Linked DNA regions of Oryctolagus cuniculus: region 1 is linked to region 2. A link is a contact called in public Micro-C data. All regions are on one chromosome and are shown on one strand. Each heading gives the region's core, a stretch centred on a gene start, on an enhancer-like site or on the middle of the called end of the contact. The rest is flanking DNA. Distances are from core to core; before and after follow the strand shown. Region 1 holds the start of PYURF (PIGY upstream open reading frame). Region 2 holds the start of TIGD2 (tigger transposable element derived 2).

The links. Hi-C and Micro-C count contacts between places; a contact is called where the count stands out from the background.
Region 1: a contact with region 2 is called in a Micro-C map of ear pinna, with 9 times the contacts expected there. The contact joins the promoter of PYURF here to the promoter of TIGD2 in region 2. A contact is called at or near these places in 2 of 6 Hi-C or Micro-C datasets (ear pinna and an unstated tissue).

The regions. Positions count from the first base shown.
Region 1 is chr8:77,136,707-77,142,000 of mOryCun1.1, forward strand. It overlaps PYURF (PIGY upstream open reading frame), which reads left to right and starts at 3,390. Exons shown (of 2, transcript XM_002717003.5): 1 at 3,390-3,718; 2 at 5,263-5,294. The coding sequence starts at 3,531.
Region 2 is chr8:76,533,111-76,538,325 of mOryCun1.1, forward strand. It overlaps TIGD2 (tigger transposable element derived 2), which reads right to left and starts at 1,527. Exons shown (of 2, transcript XM_070047872.1): 1 at 1,206-1,527; 2 at 1-1,024. The coding sequence starts at 120. FAM13A (family with sequence similarity 13 member A) reads left to right here and starts at 1,616. Exons shown (of 24, transcript XM_070047870.1): 1 at 1,616-2,000.

The DNA.
Region 1 (5,294 bases), core at 2,140-4,639, 610 kb after region 2:
AACCAATCTGCCTGAAACCTTCTATGTGGAGGCAAACGGACACTAATTTATTTATCAGTTGTTAGAAAACCCAGCTGATAGGGATCAGTCAGTCAGGCTGAAGCTAAGAAAATTCACTTGAAGTATGGGTGCCTGACCCTGCCCCACCAGGGTCAACAGCTGGGTCCATTCAGTGCTGGCTGAAGTCAAAAAGATCTACTTCCCTCTACCTGAAACATACCCTAGTGTTCACCTTCTCCCTCGGGGCCAAAGGATCAGCTAACTTCAACTAAAAAATTAATTCCTGCTACTTCTTTAGTAGGAAACAGCATGCAGGTAACACAGGAACAACCCTAACAACTGTTCCATTCTCTAGTCCATTAGCAACGCTAATAATGAAAAGCTCTGAATGTCAAAGATTCTCTGTCAGGAGGGAGGGCTGGCTACCACTGGCTTTCATTATCTCTTAAGCATCCACCTGCCCAGAGAAGTTTCCTTTTCAGTACTCTATTCAGTACCCAAGCCTTAAGAAATCTTATGAGCATCAAATGATATTCTGGGTTCTTTTAAATAGGATGAACAAATAACATAAACACTTCCCCAGTGACTATTACATTGTTGAGTAGAGGAGAAAATCGAAAACACAAATTTGTATTTGTACCTGTATATCCCACACTCTCTCCCAGGAACTCAAGGTATGAAATGATAAAGCCAGCCAATAATCAGCAAAACAAAGGGGAAAAAAACCTATGTCTGACAATGAATCTTTGAGTATGTAGAACTAGGAAGAATAGATAAAACAAAAATAACAATAGATAACATGAATTTGCACACTTTTTAAGATGGTGACTGCATACGCTATCACATTTAACTCCTACCTTGAGAGGAATTCACAAAATAGTTATAATTATTAATCTTCCTGCATATGCAAGGAAGTGTTGTTAAGTCATTTGCTGGAATTATCCAGCTAGTAAACTGTGGACATAGAGCCAAACTGTGGGGTGCCAAGAGCCAAAGTTCTCACCTAATACACTATAAGAAAGACACCAAACATGCCTCACTTCTTTGGAGAGCTGGAGGCAAACCTGGATTCAAAAAGCCACTGCCTGGACTGGCCATTTGTCTCATGCACATCAGCCGATTACACAGTTACTGAGATTCCTTGACCATCAAGCTCATCTATAGAAGTAAGGTTTGGTTTTTTTAAATTAATTAATTTATTTGAAAGGCAGAGTTACAGAAAGGCAGAGGCAGAGAGAGGGGTCTTCCATTCGCTGGTTCATTCCCCAGGTGGCTGTAACAGCTGCAGCTGTGCTGATCCGAATCCAGGAGCCAGGAACTTCTGGGTCTCCCACGTGAGTGCAGGGGCCCAATGACTTGAGCCATCTTCTAATGCTTTCCCAGGCCATAGAAGAGAGCTGGATCGGAAGTGGAGCAGCTGGGACTTGAACTGGCACCCATATGGGGATGTAGGCACAGCGCCAGCCCCAGAAGGAAGTTTTATATTATTAAGAAATTGAGTTCAGGGGATGGCACTGTGGCATAGTGGGTTAAGCTACCATTTACAGCACGGGCTTCCCATATGGTCGCCAGTTCAAGACCTAGCTGCTCCACTCCACTTCTGATCCAGCTCTCTGCTATGGCCTGGAAAGCAGCAGAAGACAGCCCAAGTGCTTGGGCCCCTGCACCCACATGGGAGACCCGGATGAAGTTCCTGGCTTCCTGGATTTGGCCTGGTCCACCCCTGGCTCTTGTGGCTGTTTGGGGAGTGAACCCGCAGATAGAAGATCTCTTTCTCTCTCTCTCTTTTTCTGTAATTCTGACTTTCAAATAAATAAATAAATCTTAACCCAAAGAGTAAGGAAAATACTTTGAAAATATTTCTCTCTGTTAAAAAAGAAAGAAATTGAGTTCACAACAATGTGTCACCTGCCATTACCTGCAGCAGCTGAAGCCTTTACCCTGACGCATTTCTACTACAAAGCCCTAAAGTTTCCAAAGCACCTGGTGTCTTTCAAAGTTGTTTTCCATCACATTCCAGGCAAGAGATGCAATCACTGGTCACCCTGAACTGGCCAAACCCTACCGCAAAAATGACATCTACACAGGGATTGCCCAAGAAGGGTTCAAAGGTCATTGTTTGCTTCCTTTTAGTGCTAAGACCTCCACCCCAGGAGGAGCTTAAGGCTCATGCCGTAACAAGCAATGTACGTAAGAGCATGCTTCCAAACGGTGCAAGCGCAGGCTTATACCCCACCGTGTGTAACCACAAAACATTTCCTCTTGAATAGTCATTCCCCACCCCAAATCAGAGGTACCTGCTTTCCTTGCGTAGGGAGCCACAGCTTTTGAAATGATTCCCCGTGGTCTCTTTTGCTGCACACAGAGATTACTCTGCATGACTCCTCCCAGTGCAGCTTCTGATTCCCACTCATCAGGAAGTGAACCCACTTTGGGTTAGGTAACAGCTGGTCCCACTGCAAGAGTCCTAAGCCCTTCCTTTCAGGTTAAGTGTTGCTTTTTAAATTAATTTATTAATTAATTTTCATTTTATTTGAAAGGCAGAGAGACAGATCTTCCATCCTTTGTTTCAATTCCTAAATGCCAACAACCAGAATTGGGCCAGGTTGAAGGCAATAGGCTGGAACTCCATCTGACTCTCCCATGTGGGTGGCAGGGACCCATCATCTGCTACCTGTTAATGTGCATTAGCAGGAGGCTAGAACTGGAAACTGAGGTGGGACTTGAACGCAGGCCCTTAAATATGGGATGCAGGAGGGGCCGGCGCTGTGGTGCAGTGGGTTAACACCCTGGCCTGAACCGCTAGCATCCCATATGAGCGCTGGTTCTAGTCCCGGCTGCTCCTCTTCCAACTCAGCTTTCTGCTATGGCCTGGGAAAGCAGTGGAAGATGGCTCAAGTCCTTGGGCCCCTGCACCCACGTGGAAGACCTGGAAGAGGCTCCTGGCTCCTGGCTCCTGGCTTCGGATCGGCGCAGCTCCGGCCATTGCAGCCATCTGGGGAGTGAACCATCAGATGGAAGACCTCTCTCTCTTGCCTCTCCTCTCTCTGTGTACCTCTGACTTTCAAATAAGTAAATAAATCTTTAAAATAATGATAATAAAAATATGAGATGCAGGAGTCCCAAGTGCCAAATGCCAGCCTCTTAAACTTTTTTATTTTATGATAAAAAAGAGAAAGCCAAACAGGTTACAGAAACTAGAAAGTAAGGATTTACATCAAACCAATTAACTGTCAATACATCCAATCTGAGTGTCTTTGCACTCTCAGGTGGAGATAACACGTAACTCCAAGCTTAATACTGTGGACCCCACTTAAGTCACGTGACCTCAGCGCAGCGGTCGCTCGAGGCCTCTGGGTCCAGGCGGCGGCCCTGAGCGGCCCCGGAACCAAAGCGCCAGCCTCCGCCGGCGCCCGGGCAGCGTTTCCCCGCGCACCGGAGGGTAAGGTCTGGCCTGCGGGGCTTGAGCGGCCGGGACGCCGCGCGGCTGGCGCAGGGCGCGCCGAGCGGGGGTCGCCGGCAACCTGACGATGCTTAGTGGAGCACGCGGCAGGCTCGCCTCAGCGCTGCGGGCGTCGGGGGTCGGCCGTAGGTGCCTGCACGCGACTGGGTCGCGGCCCTCGGCAGATCGGAGCGAGCGGGCGGGGCAGCCGCCCAGCGCCTTCGACCCGGCGCTGCTAGAGTTCCTGGTGTGCCCCCTGTCCAAGAAGCCGCTCAGGTGAGAGTGCCCGGCGTCGGGCTTCCCTCCGCCGCCTGCTGTGGCGGGGAGAGGGCAGGGGGAGCGTGCGGCCTCCCAAAGCCGCTGCGGCGCGGGGGGGGCGGCGTTCGGGTCAGCCCAAGTAGTCTCCGCTGCCATTTTCCGGAGGCCGGAGCGGGGCCGAGTCCCACACCTGCCACATCGAATCGCCGGCCGCAGGCCGGGGTCGGAGCCTTTTTGGGGGTCCGCCACTGGCACCGGCGCGATGCGCTCAGCGGGCGGATTCCGGGACGCCCCCCACCACCCCGGCCCAGCCCCAGGCGTGCGGCGAGGCCTGGAGAAAGGTCCCGCGGCGATTGGAGGAGTAAGAGTCTGACAAGTCCAAGGCATTCAGGTTTCTAAGCCAAGACGACGGCGCCGCGCCCTGCCCTGCCCTGCTGACGCCTGACACTCTTGCGCTTGAGCCGCGTGTGCTGCCTAGAGGCTCGCTCAGTTGCGGGCTAGCTGGTTTCTGCAAAAGCCGCTTTAAGCCTAGACCCAGTTCTTGGGGACACAGCGCTACAGTTCCAGGCTATTAAAACTGAATATGGACAAAACTAGTATTTCCTACGACATAAACTAAACACTGAAGTGTTGCCAGTGGTGGTGGCGTTTGGTGCAGCGCCCACCGCCAGCTTGGGACACCACATCCTGAATCGGAGTTCCTGTCTGAGTGCCTGGGTCAAGTCCTGTCTCCCCCGGATTCCAGCTTCCTGCCAATGTGCACCTGGGCCTCTGCCACCCATGAGGGAGACCGGGATCGAGGTCCGGCTTAGCCTGGCCTAGTCCTGGCTGCTGAGGCTGATCAGGGAGTGAGCAAGTGAATGAAGATGGCGCTCCCTGTACCCCGCCCCCCCATCTGCCTTTCAAATAAATAAAAACAAATTTTAAGAAAATGTTCTCTCTGGTTATCTTTGGGTGGTACATTGCTAGCAAGTTTTACTTTCGTATTTTCTAGTCTGTTTCTCTGTAGTGCACAGTCCATTTTAACCCTTGAAATTCCCATTTGATCTGCCTTTCAGCTCACTGATAGCTCCCTGCACACTCACTGGTTTCCAGTTTGTTTCTGCCTTCTCCTCTTTCTCAATTTTTATTTTGCATATTTTTATTTTTTCAGTGATTCCTTTCTAATAGATCAGTTAAGTTTCTTTCTTTAGGATTCTGAAATTGAGAAAGTTGAGTTTTTCTCTACTTTCTGTTCCAGTAGTTAAGTAGACTGGTTTTGGAGTTCACCAAAGTAATGGGGAAATATTTGGGTAAAAGGAGAGCTTTTGTTACTGATAGTAAAAGTTAAGTTATAACTGGAGAATAAAGTGAACAAGAGCATCAGAGAGAAATTGACTAGAAAGGAGACAGTTATAGGGTCTAAGAATTTTCTAAGGGAAATAATTGAATTGGCTGTTGCTAGAGATTACTCTGGGATTAATACTGTGTCGAGAATGGGGAGTGAGGTTACTTATTGAGCGTCAGGCTCTCCCAGGCATTTTGTTTTCCACAGCTCACTTTATCCTTTTTCCCCCTCTCAGATATGAAGCATCAACAAATGAATTAATTAATG
Region 2 (5,215 bases), core at 277-2,776:
GGATTCACCGATTCCATACACAATAGAGAGTTTTTTGAAAGAGATGCCCTCCTCAAGTTTCTTAATAATGTCAAGCTTGTCCTTAATTGTCAACACCACACGCTTACGTTTCCCCAGCATTTTAGGAAGCAATTACTACAATGAGATAATAAACTTAAGAGTCCAATACCAAGAGAGTAGAAAATTGGGGAAGGGCTGTTCTTTGTCCCCTGGAACCCAGCTGGAGAGACTGATGGCCCGATTCCCAGATGAGGTTTACTGAGTCTCCTCACTTGCTGTTTTAAACTTCATAAAGTTCCCACAGTCAAGACCATCTCCAATTAACCTGACCCTGTACCTTTCATCATCCTCACTTACTTTAAGGTCTTTTCACGAACTGTATCTCACTGGAGGTTAGACGTTGAGCCAATGCTGGACCAGCAAGGTCTCTATAACAGTCCTATCACATACTCCATTTTTGCAATCACTGCAGGTATTGCTAAAGCCACTAAGACTTCGGTAGTGGCACCTGGGGAAATGTGAATGGCACTGAGAGAAGAGATGCAACCTTGACACAAAGGGAAAGTAGAATGGGAAAACTCTCACCCACACCGCCCCCACACCCTGTGGTCTCTGTCACCAGAGGACTCCGTCTGGTCTCTACTAGGCAAGGGCTGCTACAGCTTAGGCAGGTGAGAGCTTAAGGAAATCACAGGCAAGCAAGCTAAGGCGAGCTGGGCAGGAGTGAGCAGGGCTAATAAGGTGAAAACGGACAAGCAGAAAACTGTACTCCAAGGCGACGCAAACGTATGCCTAGTGCATTTGGCAAGTGGGAAGCAGAAAAGTGGGCAAGAGGGGATGTCGCGTGATTTCTACAAAGCATCAAGAAACTTCCTTGGTGGAAATCAGGACCCGAGGCGAAGGTTATGGGGTGGAAGGCGCGGTGGAGACGAGGTTACAATAGTCCTGGTGAAGGCAGATCCTCCATGAGCCAACAGAAGTCGTTCCTGTGGGGCTGTAGGGGTGTACTCGGAGCCTCTGGGACCTGAAGGGAAACACCAAAAACATTTTTTTTGTCCAACATCAAGGTCTGTGGCATTACCCACACCTCTCCTGTAACTATGTTGGGAAAAGCAACGCCTCCTACCAATGTGGTGGCTACACACGAGCGCTAATGCGTTCGGGCGTCATGTGGGGTGGCGGACAGAGGGACCTGAAGTGCCTACCTCCCGAAATTAAGAGGTCAGAGAGCAGCCGTGTCAGCGAGGGCCTCTCCCCGCTGGGCGTCTTTCCTCCCGCGGAGGAGCCCGGGCTCCGCCGGGGCCGCCGGCCACCCGGGTGTCACCGCCGCGGCCAGCCAGCCCGCGAGCGGCCGCTCGGCGCAGGGCACGCCAGTCCGCCGGCCGCGGGCATCGCCTTTCGCCCGCCTCACACCGCACCGAGAGCAAATGGAGTCTCCCGGGCGCAGGCTGACACTGGTGGCGCGGCGGCGGCGGCGGCGGCGGCAGCGGCGGCGGCGAGGAGCCAGCGTCGCTGGCGGAGCCGGAAGGCGGGGGATTAGGGAGCACGCGCGCGCCCCCGCAGGAACGTTGTGTCGGCGAGGGGCGGGGCCTGCGCGGGCGCGCGCGCGGCTCGGGGGGGCGGGGCTCGGGTGGACGCGGCGTGGATTCGGCGCTCAGGGCCCAGGTGCTTGGGGCTGCCGGCTGCCCCGTTGGCCAGCAGGGGGCGGTAAAGCACTCCCCGCCTTGGCACTTTTCCCAGTGACCCAGCTCTGTGGGCGAGGCTTCCTCCTCCCCAGGGGGAATAAAACTCGCCCTCGGTGAGGGCAGGGAAGGCATCCTCCGGGGCTGGGAGCGGCCGCGAATGGGGCAGGGCGAGCGCACGTGGAGCGTGTTTACAAACAGCCTCCGCCGCCCTGCGCTGGCGGCCTGGCACCCGCGCCTCGTACTGCTGGCTCCCGGGGGGCCCGCGCCCCGCAGCTGGGACAAGAGGCCCGGGCCGAGCGCGGATCATGAGGCCAGGTAGGACCGAGCGGTTGCAGCTGACCGCTGTCCGAGGCAGGGAGGGGGGCGCCCCTGGGGACGGGGCGAGCGCGCGCGCGCAGGTGCCAGGCTCCCTGCCCCGGGTGCCAAGCCCAGCGCGCGCTGGGGGACGCGCCAGCCCTGGGGAAGCACCTGAACGCCCACTGCTTCTCAGGTGGGATAGACAGAGATTCTCTGTAGCGGTTTCCAGGCGAGCCGGCTGCAGCCTAGCCCGGAGCAGGGAGCGGCTGCACCTGCAGCCCGCAGCACGTGTGTAAACCTGAGCAAACGCGCTTCGCTCGCCTCCCTTTTGTCGTTATTATTTTTAAATGCATGACAGTACTTTGAAAAACAATGCGAGCGTCTGTAGTTGAGTGTCTACGACATCTGGTCTAACTTTTTCCTTAGCGCAGAAGTAACATAGTAACTCGTCCTGTGTTGGACCAGGCGGGCCGAGATGGAAATCTGAGTTTTCTCTGTGGCTGCCCGAAAGGATTGTGGATGCTCAGCCTTCCCTGCGACTCCCGCAGCCCCTAACCGCGCCGCGGCCTTGCCTCGGGTCGCGGCCCTCCGCTCAGTCTGGTGGAGATCCTCTGTGCTGTGAGATTGTGTCTGTTGCCAAACACCTTCGCTGACTGCCCCCAGGAAGGCGGGCCGCCCGCTGCCTGCTCCCCAGAGGGTGGCCAGCCAACCCTAACCCTTTTTGGCCGTCCTGCCTGGCCACTTGGGACAAAGTACAAGCTCATGGTAGCTTTACATCCCGATTAAAAGTTTTCTGATCCCTGGTTTTTACGTGTCACGTTTGAATCTGACGTGTTGTTCAGGCCGCATTAGGGAAGAGCGCCGACTTCCACAGCTTGCCAGCCGTGTGGACATCGGGGAGCCTGCCTGGCCCTGCCCTGCCCCTCACCCGCCAGACTGGTGGCTTCCTCTGTCCTCTTATATTGAAATAAACAATGGAGCTCCATGGTTTAATTCTCTGCCTGCCACTTGCTCCCTTTTCTGTGTCTCCTGCATTCTCTCTCTTGCTGATATTTCATATCCAACAGCTGTTTCCTTTTTATCACCTTGTGTTAAGTTCGGATCTGCATATAACCCACATTTCTTTCACTCAAGGCAATTGTGTTTAGCAAATTTTATTAAGACTCTCCCCAAGGCAGAGGATAGTTTGGTCAACTTGGTGAGCTTTTTGCTAGGAAAAAACGGTTTGGGAATGGGAGGAGAGGGGACTTAAAATACAATGTTAGGAATAGAATCCTCTGGTGTGATAGTGTAATAGGCAATACTTGTGTTCAAATGTAGAATGAATACCAGCTGGAGTGAATGGTAACTAAGCCACCCTCTGGATGATACAATGTAGCCATGGAGGCTCATCAGTTGTAACTAATGTATCCCTTATGGAGGATGTTGGTAAGCAGGGACTATGCACCTGTGAGAGGCTATACAGAAAATCTCTACTCAGTTTTGCTGTGAATTTAAAACTGCTCTAAAAAGAATCTGTGTGTGGGTTTATAGATACATAATAGTTAATTTTAAAAGAACTAGCAGGTTGGGCATACTTATTAAAAGCCTGGTTGACCATGGAGAATTTTTTATTGTCAGTTCCTGACTTTGGGTCACTGCCTCAGCTTTCCCACCCAACATTTTTCTACCTCAGAGTCCCCTGTGCACTTCCCTCTGAGCTGCTTTTGAAAACCTAAGATCCATTTTACTTCATTATGCTAGTATTTTTGTATCTTTTTTTACTAATTGCCTTTACCAGTCATTGTAGTTTATTCTCTAATCAAACCTTGGAAGTCTGCTACCAGCATTTCTTCCTTGCTCTGTGTATATAGTCTCCCTTAATCACTGCCACATTACTCTGTGGTAACTGTTACTTTATGTACAAGGAAACAAAGGCTAAAAAAGTATATGAATCTGGCCGGCGCTGAGCCTCAATAGGCTAATCCTCCAGCTGCGGTGCTGGCACACCAGGTTCTAGTCCTGGTTGGGGCGCTGGATTCTGTCCCAGTTGCTCCTCTTCCAGTCTAGCTCTCTGCTGTGGCCCAGGAGTGCAATGGAGGATGGCCCAAGTCCTTGGGCCCTGCACCCGCATGGGAGACCAGCAGAGGCATCTGACTTCTGGCTTCAGATCAGCGTGGTGCGCCGGCTGCAGCGCGCCGGCCGCAACGGCCATTGGGGGGTGAATGAATGGAAAAAAGGAAGACTTTTCTCTCTGTCTCTCTCACTGTCCACTCTGCCTGTCACACACACACACAAAAAAGTATATGAATCTATCCAATGAAAGTGGCAGAACAAAAATTTGAGCCCAAATCATTTTTTTTTTTACATTTATTTGAAAGGGAGAGAGAGAGAGGTTTCATTGGTTCACTCCCCAAATGGCTGCAATGGCCAGAGTTGGGCCATTCTGAAGCCAGGAGCTTATTCCCAGTCTCCCACATGGGTGCAGGGCCCCAAAGATTTGGGCCATCTTCTACTGCTTTCCCAGGCCACAGTAGAAAGCTGGATTGGAAGAGGAGCAGCCAGGACTCCAACTGGCACCCATATGAGATGCCAGCACTGTAGCTGGTAGCTTTACCCATAATGCCACAGCACTGGCCCCATCATTCTAGTTTTAAAACACCAAGCTTTGTCCACACCACCACCATAGACATGAAAAGGAATTCATTAAAGGTGTCATTTTACAAAACAGGATGTTCAACATCAGCTTCCAAAAAGACATTCTAGTGATGAGAACACTTGAGGTTTGTAACAGTGTTTATCAGACAAGCCTTTAGTTCATTGCAGTGTTCATTAAGTACTGAAAAGTACTCAGATCAGCCGAAAGTAACTTATGTTTCTCAATATTATAAGCTACATTTCCTTTTCTGCTGAGATGACAATGTAGGTACAGCATACAGATTCATCAGTAGTAGTCTTCCTCTGTAATAATTGTTACACACCATAAAATATCTCTAAGTAGGGTCTTAATTTTGAAAGATTACTTTTTTTTGTTGGTTTCAATTTTCTTTATCATTGACCTTCATTTATTTGGAAATTTTTGTTTTGTGATACTTGAATTACTCTGATAAACTTAAGCTGAAGATATAAATTTTTTATCCTGATACATTATTCTGTGTATATCAAACCTGTTTAAATAAAATAGTGTTTGTCTCCACTGATAATTTTAAAATAGTTATTGCTTGTTGAAGATCAATGGTTTGCACAAAAACCAC